Regions from separate parts of the Oryctolagus cuniculus genome. Here region 1 is linked to region 2. The links are chromatin contacts, called in public Hi-C maps. All regions are on one chromosome and are shown on one strand. Each heading gives the region's core, a stretch centred on a gene start, on an enhancer-like site or on the middle of the called end of the contact. The rest is flanking DNA. Distances are from core to core; before and after follow the strand shown. Region 1 has its middle 120 kb from the start of UBASH3B. Region 2 overlaps LOC138843476.

What was found. A called contact is a pair of places that touch in the nucleus more often than the background predicts.
Region 1: a Hi-C map of skin fibroblasts shows a contact between it and region 2, with 9 times the contacts expected there. The contact joins two enhancer-like sites. A contact is called at or near these places in 5 of 6 Hi-C or Micro-C datasets (ear pinna, embryonic fibroblasts, psoas muscle and 2 more).

Annotation. Positions count from the first base shown.
Region 1 is chr1:114,947,754-114,950,453 of mOryCun1.1, forward strand. No RefSeq gene overlaps it. Among named protein-coding and RNA genes, the nearest start is that of UBASH3B, 120 kb to the right of the region's middle. Within about 2 kb of position 1,263, at least 1 of the 8 cell types and tissues checked has an H3K27ac peak or open chromatin away from gene starts, as enhancers often do.
Region 2 is chr1:114,674,075-114,676,774 of mOryCun1.1, forward strand. All of the region lies in intron 4 of LOC138843476, which reads right to left. Among named protein-coding and RNA genes, the nearest start is that of MIR100, 67 kb to the left of the region's middle. Within about 2 kb of position 1,272, at least 1 of the 8 cell types and tissues checked has an H3K27ac peak or open chromatin away from gene starts, as enhancers often do.

The sequences.
Region 1 (2,700 bases), core at 13-2,512, 270 kb after region 2:
GTATCCAAATCATGGCGCCAAGCTATTACAGGCAACATGGTGACAAAGACGAAGACCTGGGTTCTTGTCTCACATAGGAGAAGAATTTCCATGCGGACAAGGCAGTGAGCAAAGCAAAATTTATTTAAGTCAGAAACCTCCTGCTGCAGCAGCCAGGAGGGGGCTCCAAGAGAGGAAGACCCCCATCTCACCTCTCCTTGAAATAACTGACCTGCTTGCAAACTGCTGATGTGTTTGGGGCATTGTCCCCAGAGACTTTTCATACAGCATCAACAATTTTGCCATTCTTCCACCCAACTTTCACCAGAAAGCTTGCTTCTATTGCATCAGAATTCATGCTGCTCTTTTCAAATTGATGTCTCATCCTTCTGAATGCCACAAACTAGATCCTGTTCAGACATGTTACAGCAACTTAGTGCGAGTTTATTTGGATGTGAACAATTTTGAAATCATACAGTTTTTTTCATAGTGCATGTCCTCCATGAACTTTCTGAAGACCCTTCATAAAGTTATAAACAGATCACAGCTTTTTAGAAAGTTACTCAGTTCTGCCCAGAAGTTATTCTCGACCAAAGTTGAAGTGAGTTATTATCAAAGCCACACTCCCAGAGGCTCTGTTCCCCTGCATGATGCAAAGCAAGAATTCCAGTTTAGATGAATTCTTAGAAGGTGCCCACATGTAGTTGTTTTATCATCCTTCCTCTTTGTATTTAAAGTTATTTAGGTTCAATTGTCAGCTCTAAGCCTTGGTTTCTTCAAATATCAAATTAGCAAAAATAATACATACTCACCACAAGAACAGTGTGAGAAAAAATAAGGTCTAGCACAACAGTTTCCCACTAGAAATGTCAGTTCCTTCCCTGTGGTTCTCTCTGATGCCTCCTTGGAAGCCTGGCCCTGGCACAGGCTGCCAGCGAGTGGATGGGTTCAGAGAGGGAGACTCAGTCCCCAAACTCCCACCTGACCTAGCAGCTCTGCTGTCAGAGCCCAGATGCACTAGGATGTCTTCCTCCCACCTGCAGACCTCCCCCTAGGATGGAGTCAGATGCCCCCCTGGATCTCTACGGATCCATAAGACAATCACAACCTTCTCTAACCTCAACCAGATTCAAATCAGAAAACAGCAGGAGAGAAGTCGCCTTGACCCGAAGGGGCAACCAGCCTCTCCTATGCCAGACGCAGGATAATGTGATCCAGACCACACCACCACGGCCCCGTATTTGATTACAGACTCAGCCCTCCTTGCACCAGGTCCCCCAGCCTCTCTCCTTCCTGCCTCAGGCACAGCTCTTCCTTGGCCACATCTTCCAGGTCACCAGGCCAATTCTTGACCAGGAAAGAGGCACGTCTGCACTGGGGAACTTCCAAGCTGCCAGGGGATATAGGCTTCCAGAACTCTTGGCAAAAGCAGACTTCAAAATGGGCATAACAGAGCTTTGCAAATACATCTATGATGCAACAGTGACCTCCAGTGGCCAGCATGCGTCCGGCTGAGCCTGAGCCTGAGCCTGAGCCTGAGCCTGAGCCTGAGCCTGCAGGAGGAAATCCCACTCTCAGAGCAACCCTAGCCTCCCAGGAGGTCAGCATGCAGGACACCTTTTATTTTCTCAGAGACACTTCCCAGAAAACCTCAGTGAAATAAGAAATCCAGAAAGCAAGCAAGCAAGCAAGAAAGAGGAAGGAAGGAAGGCAGGCAGGCAAAGAAACAACTCCAAAGTTATGCACACTCTACTGTGACAGACCACAGGTAGTCAGTGGCCCCCCCATGGACCCCAGGGTGAAGTCTGGGGTCCTAAGTACAGAAGGAAGGATCTTTACGGTCTAACACGCTACCTATTGTTGTCTACAACTTCTTCACTCTCGATACACAGGGCACTTTCCCCTAATCACTGAGTGGCCTGAGCTCTTTACTCTAAATGGCCTTTGGTTCCCTCTCCCTGTTAAAACCTGCTTTCTTTGTGAGGATTTCATACCAACAACTGCCACCTTGGTGCCATGTTCAGCATTACATCTCCAGCCACTGCTGAATTTTGCTTCCAAAACATAGAGCAAGTAGGGGCAGAAGTGTAAACTAGCAGTTAAGACACCAGTGAAGATGACCACGTGCCATGTTGGAATGTTCTGGTCCGGACTCCAGCTTCCTGCCAATGCAGACCTTCATGGTTCAAGTATTTGGGAAGACCCTGAGTGAGCTCCTGTCTCCCAGCTTCAGCCTGGCCCAGTTTCAGCTATGGTATGTATTAGAGGAATAAACCAATGAATACGTGGATGGGAAGCTCTGTCTATCTATAATCTATTGTCTATCTATCATATTCATATCCTTCTTTCTATCTCCGTGCCTCTCCAATAAATGATTTTTTTAAAAAACATACAGAAAATAAGAGCTGATACTAATCCATTGATTTATTCAAGAAACAATATTAGAACTTCTATCATAACACTAGCCATTGTGCTGAACATTCAGGATAACAGATGAAAGAGAAGTGGTTTCTGACTTTGTATGCTTACAGACTTTTGGGGGGGACACACAGGGAAATAGAGACCATTAAGGAGCTATATGCAAGCCACACATTTGGCTTAAGGGTGGGGATCATTAATTTAGCCTGCCAAAGCCCTATCCCAGTAGTGAGAGGCTTTGGCAGGGTCTTGAAGGGCAAGTAGGAGTTAGCAAGGCAGATGGGGAAATGTATAAAGGGAAAG
Region 2 (2,700 bases), core at 22-2,521:
AGACCTAACCTGTATTGCTTCTACTGTATTTGTTTGTTTGATTGTTTACCATAGGTTGTTTATAACCTCTTTGCAAGCAGAGAAATACTCACAGCCCTTCCCAGCTGTTCATTTGGCTCAGCTAACAGAGCTTCTCTAAAAGTCATGGTTAAAATTTTTGTTCCCCCGAAGAGCCACTGAGCTTGTCTTCCTAGGCGAGTTCTGGATTATAGCTATTGGGGGACGGTCCTGCCACACAGCTACAAGAAGATGATGTTGATCATTGCTGCTGTCTATGCTGTCATGGCAAAAGTTCAAGAGCTCCATCACTCTCCAACCCAACCCCAGAGAGCTTTGGACTCACACCCCTGAATTAGCCCTTACCCGGCACTCCCAGAGGACAGTGAGCAAAGCGGAGCAGTCAACAGCAGAGCAGGGACCACCACATCCGAGGTGGGTGTTTGTTTCCTGGGGATGGGGATGAGGTCCTTAGCCAAACTGCCAGCCTACCATCATCACCTAACTTGTTTCTTATACAACTAGAGTTTCTTCTCTCCCATAAAATGAAACATTAACTTTGATTTTTAAAAAAATAAAAGCTCAGAGGGGTGAAAAAGTAAACAAAACACGACTTTCAAAGGACACGAGGTTTTCAGGATCCATCCCCACCAGTGCCCTGCAGCACGGGGGATTCCTCAGGTCGCCGAGCACAGACCCTGAGATCTCAGGACCTCAAGGTCTGGCAAGAGACGTCTCCAAGGCTGTCAGAAGGCGGGAAGAATGGAGACCCCTCCAATGGCTGCACACTCACCATTCTAAATGACCTGCTTGCTTAGCATATCTGAGCCTTGGCGTGCTTACCTGTAAAATGGGAATGCTCAGGTTAGGTATCTCACAGGATTACTGAGAAGGTTTAATGACATGGGCTAAACCCCTCAGCACAATGCCTGGCATGCCGGGAGTGACCATTTCCCACTGCTTCTTGGTTTGAGTAGTAGTGCAGTCATGGGGGGCAGATGGCGCACAGCAGCCAAGACACACAATAGGAAAGAGTCCTGGGGAATTGACCAAGGAACAGCCAACCCCTGAGACCCTGCCTGTGACCTCACTGGGCAGGGGTGCAGAACACCTCTCCCAGTCATCCCAGAAAGAGCGCACAGCAGTGCCACGATGAAGGCCCGCCCCCCACGACATGGGCACCATGCCGAGCAGAGCCCGGGCCCAGAGAAGGCATCTCTGCCCAACGTTTTCATCAGGGCTCTTCCCAGCCAGCTCCTGGGGCTCACACAAAGACCCATTCACTGCGACTGGAGATCTGAAAGCCAGCAGATGAGCTGAGGGGCCCGGGAAGGGGGTGGTGAAGCAGCACAGCGCCTGGCACCGACCCCACTGGGCCCTGCCCCAGGCAAGTGGGCGTGGAGGGCGCAGGTCTGCAGCCTGGGCTGCACCCTTTGTTTTCTCTCTGATTCCTTTCTCTGATGGTGGTCCAGGGCACCAAGGACACCAGCTGCCATGGCTGGGATTGAATGACCTCCCAGAGGAGTCTGGGAACCCCCACGCCTCCTAATGCCAGCCCGGTAGGCAGGGTTTCCAGTGGATACAGGCCATTGCTAACTGGCTTGCCATTTCCAAGCTCCTCTTTCTGGGAAAAACGCCCTGCAGAGGTTCCCAGTCTGAGAAGGTAGCAGCTGCCGCACTGGAGTGAGGAGCACAGTCACCACCCATTGTTTCCCCAGGACCTAGAGGGTGGCCCCACGCCCTTCCATCTCAGTCTTCCCATCTGTACAATGGACTGGATAAAATAATCCATCAGAATTCAAAGAGTAGCTGTTAGAGAATTTGAAGGCAGGAGTTGGTTTACTTTCTTCAAGTCAGCATACAAGCCCTGGCCCCAGCCTTTCTCCATGTGGCCTCCTGGACTGCATGGTGAACTCCTTGTCTAGGACTCTGAGTAGCCTGGCCCTGGGCAGCCCCCAAATAGGTCAGATCTGGAGGGTGAAGGATGTGTCTGGTCTGCAGTGCCCTGACTGCTGGAGTGGAGAAGATGATTAAAAGACTGAACCGTGTGCCAAGTGAAGTAGGATTCCCTCCTTTACTCTCTCCCTCCGGATTCTCGCAACAAGGGGATATGCCCAACGCACAAGAGAAAACTCAGTGCCTCTTTGCCACCAACATTGTGAGACATTTCCTGTGAGACAGTAGCATTGTCCAGATGATGCAACCAACACGGAAGGCCTGAAAGAATTTCCTCTACTCGAGGATGTGTGTGTGTGTGTGTGTGTGTTTCAACTCATATAGATGCCCATCTTTCCTGGAATGCGCTGACTGCACGTGTTCCTCTGGGTGTCTGTCACCCAATGGTAAGTCCCAGTATAACCGTCACCTCCAGGCAGCCTTCCTTGAATTAGCGGCCCTTCATCATGCTCCCATAGCCCCCTGGACATACCTCTATCTGAGCAAGTAGGAAACATACTGAAATTGTCCCGTTGTCTCTGCCTTCTCCATGGTCAGGCACTGTGTTTCATTCATTCTTTAACTCCAGAATCTACCACCATGATGGCATTCTACAGGAACTTAATAAACTCAATGGATGTGTCATCCGTCTCCCTAGAGTAGTTGTTGGCGTAAACGCTCACTTGCATTTTACAAGAGAACCCCGTAACCTTTGCTCTCAGGAAGTTCCGTCTCACATCTGACTCAAGTCTCTCCTGACTCATACGT